3 separate regions of the Sus scrofa genome follow, and all the other regions are linked to region 1. A link is a contact called in public HiChIP or PLAC-seq data. All regions are on one chromosome and are shown on one strand. Each heading gives the region's core, a stretch centred on a gene start, on an enhancer-like site or on the middle of the called end of the contact. The rest is flanking DNA. Distances are from core to core; before and after follow the strand shown. Region 1 holds the start of FAM204A (family with sequence similarity 204 member A). Region 2 holds the start of EMX2 (homeobox protein EMX2). Region 3 holds the start of PDZD8 (PDZ domain-containing protein 8).

What was found. HiChIP or PLAC-seq counts read pairs in DNA pulled down with a chosen protein or histone mark.
Region 2: an H3K27ac HiChIP or PLAC-seq map of skeletal muscle shows a contact between it and region 1, with 7 times the contacts expected there. The contact joins the promoter of EMX2 here to the promoter of FAM204A in region 1. A contact is called at or near these places in 1 of 5 promoter capture datasets (liver) and 1 of 2 datasets of contacts at active chromatin or transcription factors (skeletal muscle).
Region 3: an H3K27ac HiChIP or PLAC-seq map of alveolar macrophages shows a contact between it and region 1. The contact joins the promoter of PDZD8 here to the promoter of FAM204A in region 1. A contact is called at or near these places in 2 of 5 promoter capture datasets (fetal skeletal muscle and liver) and 1 of 2 datasets of contacts at active chromatin or transcription factors (alveolar macrophages).

What each region holds. Positions count from the first base shown.
Region 1 is chr14:128,401,026-128,404,791 of Sscrofa11.1, reverse strand. FAM204A (family with sequence similarity 204 member A) reads left to right here and starts at 2,247. Exons shown (of 10, transcript NM_001185171.1): 1 at 2,247-2,292; 2 at 2,574-2,801. It overlaps LOC110256774 (a long non-coding RNA gene), which reads right to left and starts at 2,268. Exons shown (of 3, transcript XR_002338732.1): 1 at 2,144-2,268.
Region 2 is chr14:127,648,381-127,652,544 of Sscrofa11.1, reverse strand. It overlaps EMX2 (homeobox protein EMX2), which reads right to left and starts at 2,581. Exons shown (of 3, transcript XM_005671489.3): 1 at 1,349-2,581. The coding sequence starts at 1,754. LOC102164998 (a long non-coding RNA gene) reads left to right here and starts at 2,739. Exons shown (of 4, transcript XR_002338715.1): 1 at 2,739-2,875.
Region 3 is chr14:127,501,071-127,504,691 of Sscrofa11.1, reverse strand. It overlaps PDZD8 (PDZ domain-containing protein 8), which reads left to right and starts at 2,271. Exons shown (of 5, transcript XM_001927541.4): 1 at 2,271-3,356. The coding sequence starts at 2,491.

The DNA of each region.
Region 1 (3,766 bases), core at 998-3,497:
AAATGAAACTTAGCTGTTTGAAATTAGTGCCAGATGCAACACAACTCAAACACAATTCACTAGCTGCATCACATTCACTATGATTTAGTAAAAGATATTCAATAATTCTATATTTCATAGAAATCTCACAAATACAAGTATTTCATTCACAAAATGCATGGTTTGGCAGGTTTCCAGGGCAGGAATTTGCTGGAGGGAAGGCAAATTTATTGATTAAAATAAATCAAATGACTGACATTTCCTCCAGAAAACTGGCAAAAATCATAATATCCAGAGACTGAAAGTTTTATAACCAAAACCAGAAGAAAAGTCTGAGCTATCTATACTTATTATAGAAATACTATATCATAAACAATTAGGTATTTGAGAATTTTCAAATTAACATTGAGAGGATTTTAAAATAGCTATTTTTGGAATAGGACTTTTCAGAAAACTTTGAGGTTGAAATCTAGTGGGAGTAAGTCTTTGGAGGACTTATACTTCGAATCCCCCTCTATCCTTTGCACATTATATGCTGTAAACAATGAGCATTCTTTGGTGGAACACATACAGAAACAATCCAGATAGTTCTAAAGCAGGCCAACAATATTTCCTTCCTATCCATATCTCATTCTTACTCCTTTGAGCTCTCTTTCCCCATTTTGGTTACACTTCCACCATCAGAATTTGTTATGGACTGAATGTCTGGGTACCCCTAAAATTCATACATTGAAATCCTAACTTCCAGGGCAGCTGTATTTGGAGATGGGGCCCTCAGGCAATTAATTAAGGTTACATGTGGTCATAAGGGCAGGTCTCTGAGCCAGCATGATTAGAGTCCTTTTATGAAGAAACACCAGATACCCGTTCCTTTTTCTCTCCCCCTCCTTACGCAAATGCACAGAGATCTCAGGAGCACACAGCAAGATGACTGCTGCCTACAAGCCAAGAGAAGAGGCCTCAGAATGAGACCTCTTTGCCAGTGCCTTGATCTTAGCCATCCCAACCTCCAGAATTGTAAGAAATAAAAATTTTTGTTGTTTAAGCTACTTAGTCTGTGGCATTTCATTATGCAGCTCAAGTCAGCAACTGAGAGGCTCAATGTAACCAGCACAACAGCATTTTCGTGCACATCTTCCTTAACTTTTCACAGATTTGGATTCAGGGAAAACATTAGTGAGAGGCTGAGTACCTTTGGCCAGGAGAGTTTCATGCAGATCTGTGAATCACTCAGCCCAGATTCCATTCTAGAATCAGGGGATGTGAGAGTGAGAAAGGACCTTCACAACCTAAGCTTGTCAGTTCGGGTTCTGCTATGACTCTGGGGTCATCAACTACTCCATACACCTGCCACATCAATGGGGGTGAGGTGTGTAGAGAGTTAAATAATAAACATGTGTTTACACTACATCGTGCTATGTTATTGAGTGCATATACAAAAGTTTTACACATTTTTAGGATATTTCTAAAAAAGGCATTATTCACAATGTTAAGGACAATAACAACAAATGGCTGAAAGACTAAAAATTACTGTAGGTAATGGCTTAAGGAGTTCATGTGCATTTTGTTATATAATCGTCACAGCATTAGCAAATAGGAACGTATTCTTATTTTTACAGAATGTTTTTTTCAGAAAATGGCAGCATTCTAAAACAGCTCCATCACGGTCATATTATTTTCTTACTAGAGCTTTTCTTCCCCTTGCTTATTTTCTACGCTTCCCCCTCCCCAAGCCCCTTCTCAGAGCCTCAACCAGTGGCTCCCACGGAAAAGGAGCTCAAAGAGCTTTTGGCCAAGGGCACACTGCTGGTCAGTGAAGCAGCCGCCACGAGAGCAGGAGTTGGGACCCTTTAGCTCTAAATAGAGGCTGGCAGGGTGCCTGCTCCATAAATATGTGCAGAAAAGCGGGGGAAACGGCAAGAGAGCGAGGGGGAAAGGACGAATGAATGGAAACGTTCCCAGAAATGTCTAGAGAGCTTCCGCAGTGACTCTCCCTCCTTGGGCAATGAACTCTGTTCAACCAGCTCTTTCCTCACCTGAGAGCGCCGGAGTACGGCAGGGGATGGAGAAAGAACAAAGTCTTTTAAAAGTCCATAATAAAGGAGAAAACGGCGAGAGAAAAGCGGGTAGAGAAGGAGAAAGGAAAAAACTGCTCATTTCTTACGGATTTAATAGCAGAGTGGAGCTCGGCCGGTTGCCATGGCGACCGCAGGCCAGAATGGCCCCAGCCCATTGGCTGATATGCCGGAGCCAATGAGAAAGCGCGTTGTTGGTGGGTCTTAAGATGGCTGACGGGCGGCCGGCTCCGGACCGGTGAGTACGGCTGAGTGCGGGGCTGGGTCCCGGCCGGCGCAGGCTCCGGTGAGACGGGTCTGGGAAGGCAGGGTGCGGGGACTTGGGGGGCCAGCGCGAGCGGTCTCATAGCATCTCCGCTGGGCCCGCGGGAGCGTCGGCGGAGCTGGCTTCCGCTTTGCTCAGACCGGGCGTCGGAGCGCCTTCCCCAGCCTGTTGGTCGGAAAGGGGTTCTCCTTCCTACCCCAGCCAGAGTGAGAGTAAGGAGGCTTTCGCTCCGGGAAACCGGCTCCTGTTTACAGTCGCTGTACCCGGGAAAGAGCTGCAGTTAATGGGAGTGTCAGCAAGCTAGACATCCTACATCAGAATCTGCGGCGCTTAGCGCTTAGTTCTGGGCCGGGAGGGGACTCTTCCCGTTTTGGGGATCGGAGTGTGGCGCTGCTGCCGGCGAGCCTGCAGAGGACCGGGTTGTGCAGCCAAGCAAGAAAAGTGTACCTTTCTAGAGCCACCCTCTCTCTGTCTTGAACCGTGTAAGTATTCTCACAGCTGCAACCGATTTAAAATGAGCCTCGAAATGTTATTGGTTACCTGTAAATCTTTCCATGTAGGGTCTTGAGTCTGGGAAAGAGTTTTCTAGCCCTTGGCTAAACAAAACACCCTCTTTAATTAAAACATGTCCATACATGCAGAATCCTGCTAAATAAACGGTTTATCTGGGTAATCAGATTGATAACTTAAATCTGAAGTGTGGCCTCTGATTCAGTTGTTCTTTCTCTACCTTTTTGAGAAATGGGAACACATTTATTTCATAAACGTGAATAGGACATTAATGTTGCATTACATTAATGTTACATTACATTAATGTTGATAGTAACATGCTTAAAAGTATTTTAATTAAGTACCTAATTCACAATCACAGAAAGTGATTATTGTGTAAATTATTTAAAACAATCTTCAGATTGGTGGGTGATGATTTATGTTTGTCATACAAGGAAGATTAAATTCAGATGGGGCAAGATTCAGGTTTCTCTGATTAGTTCTAATTGAATACAAAATATGGGAAATAAGACAGCTTCCTTTGGTAATAATGGAATTGAAATTCTGGAGTGTTAGAAGCTGGAGACATTTACCCAATAAACTGCTCAGATTGGGTTTTGGTTATAAACAGTTGTCAGGTCTTCCAGAAAATGTGACATTATTACAATACAAGACCTCTGAATGTGACTTTGATGTATGCAGTTTAGTATAGCATTTTATGTAGCTTTTAAAAAGTGAGAAAAAAATTCTTCTTAATCAAATTTTATCAGATTATAGGCTGGGGACCTTCTTCAGCCTCACCCTCAAATCTTTGTCTCTAAGAATGTATTACTATTTAAACTCTGCCCTCTTTAGAGTTTTGAACCTGTAGAGTTCTATTTCTCTAAAATAAATGGATCGCAGTGTATCAGGTGAGTCAGTTACCTCATTTGTAAAAGGGGTTTAGCTAATAATTCCT
Region 2 (4,164 bases), core at 1,332-3,831, 750 kb after region 1:
CTCACCCGATGCCCTGCTGCAGAGAACTAGGAGACAAGAGCCCAGGCATCGAAACCCGGGGAGGGGGGGGACCAAGCTGCGGGCACCAGATGGGACTGTTCGAGGCCCCGGAAGATCCGGGCTACTCTGGGCCTGGTGCGGGGACCAAGCGCGTGGCAGGCAGAGAACAAGAAAAGGGAGCCTTAAACTTTTCAAGAAAAGCCAGGGAGTTTTGGGTTGACTCATTAGAATGGGAAATCGATTCACCAAAAACTCAAAGAAAAACAGTTCGGGGGAGTGGAGACAAACTGGGTCTGGGAATAAGAGTAAAACGTTTTTGTTTGATTTTTTTCTTTTCTTTTTTTTTAGTTATGGGGGAGGGGGAATCTACCTGATTCTAGGCTCAGGCAGGAACACAAAGGGTTAATGAAGGGACAAGCCTCTGAGTATTGATCCAGAGGCCTCGGGAGGTAGGTCTCCCCCCCCCCACTCCTGCACTGATCACTAAACTAATTACTCGCCCCTTTTTCTGGAGTTTTAACTTTCCTCTCACCACCACCCAGAGGAAAAAAATCCAAACATTAGCAATAATGGAAAACACTCAAACAAATCTTCTCCTCCAGTCTATCGTCCGACCTCGTTCATTTCTTTTACAACAAAAACAAAAACCAGACTGAACCTGCCTTCCCGCCGCGGCCGCTCGCCGCGCGAACAGAGCAGGTCGCGGCGAACAGTGCTGAGCCCCGGAGGTTTCCACCCGCGCGGGTTCCAGCCCCTTCCCGAGCCTCTCGGGGGAAAAAAAAAAAAAAAAAGATTAAAACAAACCCCAGACTATGCAGACTATGCCATGGGGTCGCGAGGGTCTCTTCGTCTCCGGAAGAGGGTCAGAAACCAAGTCGCGGGTCTGGGATGCAGGGGCTCGGAGTAGGTGGCGAACAGGATCGAACGCAGTCGAAGGCGAACCTGGCCGCCGGGCCCTGTCCGCGCCCCCTCGGAGCCTGGGTGTCTAGGGCCTCGCGGAGGAGACGGAGAGCCTGGGGACCTCGCGGGCTCCGGATTCCTTGCTGGCAGGCACTCGGAGCTGCCTGGGACAGCCTGCCTGGACCCGAGAACATTCGGGAACAAGTCCTCTGTCTGCACCCTTCCCTAAAAGGGACCAGCAGCCGCAGGCCGGCCCCCAAACCGGCCGCTGCTCGGAGACTGGGGACTAACACGGTGCCCGGCCCCTTGCCGCCCTGTTTCCGTAGCCGGCGCGCGCGGACGGTCGAGCCGGAGGAAGCTCCGTCCAGGCCTCGCCAGGCGCCTATCCCGAGCAGGCCGAGGGTGGTGAGGGATGCGGCGCGTTGCAGCCCCGCGACGTGGCACGTACCTTGGAAGCGGTGGCCCAGATATCGGTAGCGGTGGATGAGCCAGGGGTAGAAGGTGGACGGGTCCCGCTGCTGCGAGGCGAAGAGGGGGTGTGGCGAGTGCGAGGAGGGCAGGGGGTGGGCGGCCAGGGCGTGCGGCGGCGGCACCGGGTGCACTGGCACGGCGGGGTTGGGCGGGTGCGAGACCGCCTCAGCGAACACCAAGTCCGGGTTGGAGTAGACGCCCCTGCCGGCGGCGGCGGCGGCGGCCGAGTGGAAGCCGTTGAGGAACGGGTTTATGGGGCTGGAGTTGGCGTAGCTGAGCGCCGCGGGACGGATGGGGTCCTCGGAGCGCGAGGCGGGCAGGGGACTGTCCTTGGCCACCAGCGACTCGATGGTGAAGCAGCGCTTGGGCGCCGGCTGGAACATGCTGTGCCGAGGAGCGGGCGCCCGGGGCTCCCGGCTCCCGGCGACCGCGGCGCGCTGCCTCCGCCGCCCGCTGTCCGCTGCCCGCGGCAAGGACGGACGGGAATTGGGGACTTGTTTGTTGGGGGTGGGGGTGGGGGGAGGAAAGGAAGAAAGAAAGGAAAGGAAAGGAAAAAGGAAAGGAGGGGGAGGGGGAGGGAGAGAGAACGCCGTGGATCCCGAGAATCTTGCACCAAACGCGCCCAACCTGGAGAGAGGAGGAAAAATCCTTCCAGAAGAATTTGCAGGCGTGGATTGGGGTAATTTTTTTTGGGGGGGGGCGAGATGGCGTGGGGGGATCGGAGTTAGAGGCGCGCGGGGGGGGGAGTTTCTCGGGGGAGGCAAAAAAAAAAGTTTTCTCTCCTCTGCAAAAGGCGGGCAGGGCGCCCTAAGTCCAAGGACAATCCATGGAAGTGTTCGCTTCTTCACAAGTTGTGCAAACGATTTGTTAGTTCATGAGCCTAATTAGTGCGGGGATCACATAAACAGCTTCCTCCGAAGCCTGGTAAATGGCTTGATGATTGGTCGCTATTACTCGCCCTGAGGTGGAAGGGGGGAGACTCTTTAAAGTGCGTCAGAGGGAGGCGAGCGCCTGGGAACCCGGAGGCCTGGATCCGGGCCGAGAGTGGAACGGAGTCGGCGCCGCTGCCTTGGCCGAACCTCCTGCGCCCGCCGGGCCGCCTGGCCTCTTCGCGCCGTAACCCCGCGCTCCTAGCTCACTCGCTCCTGCGGCGCCCGCTGCGGCTTCTTCTCCTCTTTCGCCTCCTCCTCTTCCTTCGGCTTCTTCTCCTCCTCCTCCTCCTCTTCCTCCTTCTTCTCCTCCTCCTCTTTCCCCACCTCCTCCCCCTCAGCCACCGCCTCCTTTTCCACCACCAACACCACTCCCTCCGGGGCACCCCGGTCCTTGCAGAGTCCCCAGCCGGCGCGGCCTCCGCTGCGATCCCCTGGATCCTGAACCTGCTGAGCCCAAGCTGGTGGGACAGATGGACACAGTGACACAGATTTCTTGTGCGTAGCTCTCCTCTGCTACTGCCCCCCGCGGCCCGGCATCAGAGGACCTGGGATCGCCCCGGGAGCACGCGAGGGTAAGCGGGCAAGGGTTGGTTCCGGACGAGGGTAACGGAGCTGTTCGGTCGGACCAATCCCCACCCCCAGCAAAACTCCTGTCGGTTTCCTAGGTGAGGAGAGAGGCCCGAGCAGGGTGTCCTCCAACTACGCAAAGCTTTGAGGTCCGGGGTCGCTGCGTTCGCGATTCTTGGCTGGGCTCGTCCGTTTGCGAGTTGGGACGGAGCGGCTGAACCTTCCCCGGGCGGCGGGCTTCCCACTCTCCCACAGGCACTTAATTTTTCTCTCTGGGAGGGTGCTCATCCCCACCCCCACCCCCCAAAAAAACACAATTCCTTCTGCAACATCTGGGACTGGGGGGGATCCAAGGTCAAGGGAGAGGCTAACGTGGTACTACTATTACTGAGACGTTGTCGTTATTGTTTCGGTTAATGTGGTTGTCGGTGTTATTATCGCTGCTGTTATTATTACAGTTATTATTATTATCTCTATTTCTATTATTATTCTGCCATCTGTTGTCCCAGGCGGCGGATCGCTGTGCAAACCTAGGGCTTGCAACTAGGGAGTACAGATCGCTTCTCCGGTCCCAGGCCGTGTCCGCATTTTCGAGCTCGCCTTCGGTTTTGGGATGATTTTAGGGCTGAGTTCCCTCGTCCCCATTGGCTCACGCAGCGGCATAATTATGATCACATCCCCCAGGCTGCTGGCGCTGCTCTCTGTTTATTGGTGGTTAAAGATCTATTATCTATTCATCAGTCGCCTCTTTTTTCCTCTTTTTTTTTTCTTTCTGCCAATTACATTCTTCTAAATTGAAGTACCAGCAGGTATTTTGCACGTTTACAATTAATGATTTTTTTTAATCTGACGTCGTTTAAATCTATTACTTGGAGGCCCATGTCATTTCTCTTAAGGTTGAAGAAATGCCTGTGTTTGGAGACTAGGTTGCTGTGAGACCCCAAAAAAATGTCAGCTGGGAGAGGGAGAAGAGGGAAGTCCTGTTAGGTCAGACTGCAACACCAGCAGTTTCATCAGTTGAAGGTCCCCAAGTCTTAGACGTGTCCCCTTGCTTTCCCAGCTACCCCCTCCCTGCCTTGGGATCTCCCCCTGATCCTCTGTGGTTTCGTCTGCTGTGTATTTATGTTTGTGTCAATTTCTCGACTTTTTTCTTCCAAGGATAGTCTGTGTTGGGGGAGGGTGGCAGGAGGAGGGTCCAAACTCCTTTTGGAAAACACTCCAGGCAAGTAGTTAGGAATGTGTTTTCTGGGGTTGTCTGGGCATCTGACCTTAGTGAAAGCCCAATGAGATCATC
Region 3 (3,621 bases), core at 1,022-3,521, 900 kb after region 1:
ACATGTGGGGGTTGATTGGCAGGTGTGCTATGTTGAGGTCAGCCAGCCAAGAGCTGGACTGGCTACCCCAGGCCTGGGCAGGGTGGAGGGACAGCTCCAACACTCATGGACATTTTGATTTTTAAATGAGATAAGGTATATTAAATGCTTAACACTATGCCTGGCACATAAATTCTCTATAAATATAATAATTTATTGTTATTGTAAGTATTCAATACATGTTTGCTATTTTAACACATGGGGAAAATATTCTTTTCCCCAAAATGTGCTAAGCTCCTTCCTGGATTTGGAGTGCACTCCTCAGGGGGCAAGTTTTGCTGGGGACCCTGTATAATGGATTGAGAAGATTTGGGATTCCCAAAGGTAATCTGAGGAATAAGGAAGAGGTATGAGGGAGAAGAGGGAGGCACCTGCGAGATGGAGTATGAGACCAAGTACTCTTTCCCAGAAAATCACCGACTTTCCTTGTGGGGAAGGGAGGTGGTTGAAGGATATTTTAAGATGCAGAATGGATTAATACATTCTTGGAAGATTTTGTGTCTCAGTAATATGAAGATTACTCAGATAATCTTCCACCCCACCTCCGGCTTCTGTGGCATCTCCAGCTACAGTGGTGCAGGAGGGTTATGAATTAGGTTTTGGTGGAAATTGAGGAGTGGTCTCTAGTTCCCATTTGGGATGAAACAGTGTAGAACTGAGATAGCAGCCCAGAAGCAGAGGCCAGGAGCCAGAGGTGACCACAAGCAAAGAAGTTTCCTGGAACTCCCAGATATCCTGGCAGGGCTCTGACATCTACAGGATGTGGATTATGGTTTTCAGCCGGCTTCCCTCAGCCTGCTTACCTTTGCAGAGTAAAGGAGCCATTCTGGTCTCACACCTGAGTAAGTGAGATGAGATCCGCCGCGTTCCTAAGTTCTATACCTGCTTCGGTTGGGTCAGAATGGGGAGAACTCTGTTTTTTGTTCTAGAATCACCCAGACTCAGGACAGGCACTGGCTTGGAGATCTTCCAGGGCTAGAGAGGAGCACTGCCCTGGCCCCTTAAAGACAGCCAGGCTCAGCCTGACTTTTAGGTATGGAATAGCTGACCCTGGTTGGAGTAGGGGTAGATCGTTGGAGTATCCATGTAGTTGGAACACATTAAGCATTTATGATGTAACCAGAGGGCAGGAGGAGTAATAGTGTTGCTGGGCAACCTGGCTTCATTAACTCTGGCTTTTGTCAAAGTGCTACCCTATGCAAAATTCCCTGAAGTACCTACCCCACCCCCCGCTCCGAACCCCTGCCCAACTTCCCCTTCCTGTGCACCTGGATACAGTAAACCCCCTTCCAACTATATGGTATCATAGTCCAGAGTAATGGACAAGAGTTTAAGATTTAGTTTTAGAAAAATCAGTCTCCATTGTGTGACCCTAGGCAACTTCCTTAGCCTCTCTGCGCCAGTGTTTGCATCTGTAAAGTGGGTGGTGGCTAACTCTGTCTCTTAAAAGGACTAAATGTAATCATACACTAAACCCTGCAAGAACTTGACAGTGAGGCTCTATACGTCTTCCAATCATCCTGCTAATTCATCTCGCTCAACCTCGGACTGGCTCTTTTACGTCTCTATCATTCAAATCTCGAATATCCACCTAGGTGATAAAGTTAGTTCACATCTGACGCCTTTTTTCTCGTCCCTCCTTCCCAGGGCCCACCCTCCGCGGACGCAGAGCGTCCGCTGGTCAGACTGATGGTCGGCGACGGCAGTCTCTGAGGCAGTCTAATCTTGTCCTCGGCTTGGAAAGTCGCAAACGGCCAGCTCAGATCCTCTGCGGCGCTGCCCTGCAGGGAAAGCCGTCAGCCTATTCTCTGGGGTGTGAGGGGAAGAATCACACTGCAGCAGAGGTAACAGACAGGGATCGCGGCCAATGAGGGGGGATGGGCGCGTTAGAAGATAACGAGAAGACCAGGATCAAGAACGCCGCGTGCCATCTCCGCCCGGCCTCCTTATCCTCCAACTGGTGGCCCCAGTTATCCTCTTGATTCCGACAACGACTTCAGAAGTGACAGCCACGTGGATTGCGGGGGATTGGAATGTTGGTCTGGGGGGGCGGGGCTGGAAGGGCGCTAGGAGGTGATGAAGGACCCGCGTACGCGTGCCCGGGCGCTGGCTGCCAGGCGACGCCGTCGGGAGCGAGCACGTTGCTGATGTCACGCGCCGTTCTTCCAATGAGCGGAGGTCGGAGGAAGACGCCGTCCCGCCCCCTCCCGCCCCCGCCGCCTCCGCCTCAGCGGCCGCCTACGGGAGTGTCTGAGGAGGCGCGGGCCGCTGCAGGCTCTGGCGCTGCGCCGCGCGGGCCGGAGCCGCTGGACGAGGCCGACGGAGCCGCTCGCCCGGACCCCGTCGCCCGATGTCCTCAAGATGGTGGCAGCGGGGAAGGCGGCGTGAAGAAAGCAGCGCAGTGGGCGCAGGGACGAGGGCCCGGGCGCCCCGGGCGGAGGCGGTGGCGGGATGGGGCTGCTGCTCATGATCCTGGCATCGGCCGTGCTGGGCTCCTTCCTCACGCTCCTCACCCAGTTTCTGCTGCTTTACCGCAAACAGCCCTTGCCGCCACCGGACGAGGCCGCCCGCGCCGCCGAAGGCTTCCGCTACATCAAGCCGGTGCCGGGCCTGGCCCTGCGGGAGTACCTTTATGGCGGCGGCGGGGCTGAGGAGCCCGCCGGCGGGTCCCCTGAGGGCGGCGCGACCCCGACCCCCGAGACCCCCGCCCCGCCGACGCGGGAGACCTGCTACTTCCTCAACGCCACCATTCTGTTCCTGTTCCGGGAGCTGCGGGACACCGCGCTGGCCCGCCGCTGGGTCACCAAGAAGATCAAGGTGGAGTTCGAGGAGCTGCTGCAGACCAAGACGGCCGGGCGCCTGCTGGAGGGGCTGAGCCTGCGGGACGTGTTCCTGGGCGAGACCGTGCCCTTCATCAAGACCATCCGGCTTCTCCGGCCCGTGGTGCCCTCGGCCACCGGGGAGCCCGATGGCCCAGAAGGGGAGGCGCTACCCGCCACCTCCCCCGAGGAGCTGGCTTTTGAGGCGGAGGTGGAGTACGACGGAGGCTTCCACTTGGCCATCGACGTGGACCTGGTCTTCGGCAAGTCCGCCTACCTGTTCGTCAAGCTGTCCCGGGTGGAGGGGAGGCTGCGCTTCGTCCTCACCCGCGTGCCCTTCACCCACTGGTTCTTCTCCTTCGTGGAGGACCCACTGATCGACTTCGAGGTGCGCTCCCAGTTCGAAGGGCGGCCCATGCCCCAGCTCACCTCCATCATCGTCAACCAGCTCAAGAAAATCATCAAGCGCAAGCACACGCTGCCGAGTTACAAGATCAGGTGAGAGGGAGGTGGGGTGGGGGCCTGGCTGCTGGGAACTCGGGCCTGCCGACTGGGTTGGGGCAGGAAGAGCAATGATATATCCCCAGCCCTGGACAGGGCCCTAGATAAAGGCAAGTAGTGCCCACATTCTTTGCTTCCGAAGGGCATTAATAGGAGCTAGAAAACTCTTCTTGTGTCTTGGGCATCCAAGGAGCTGTCAGCGTGGCTCAAAGCAGCCTATTGAAAATGGAAGGGAAGTCCAGCCTCCTGCCCCCACCCCGGG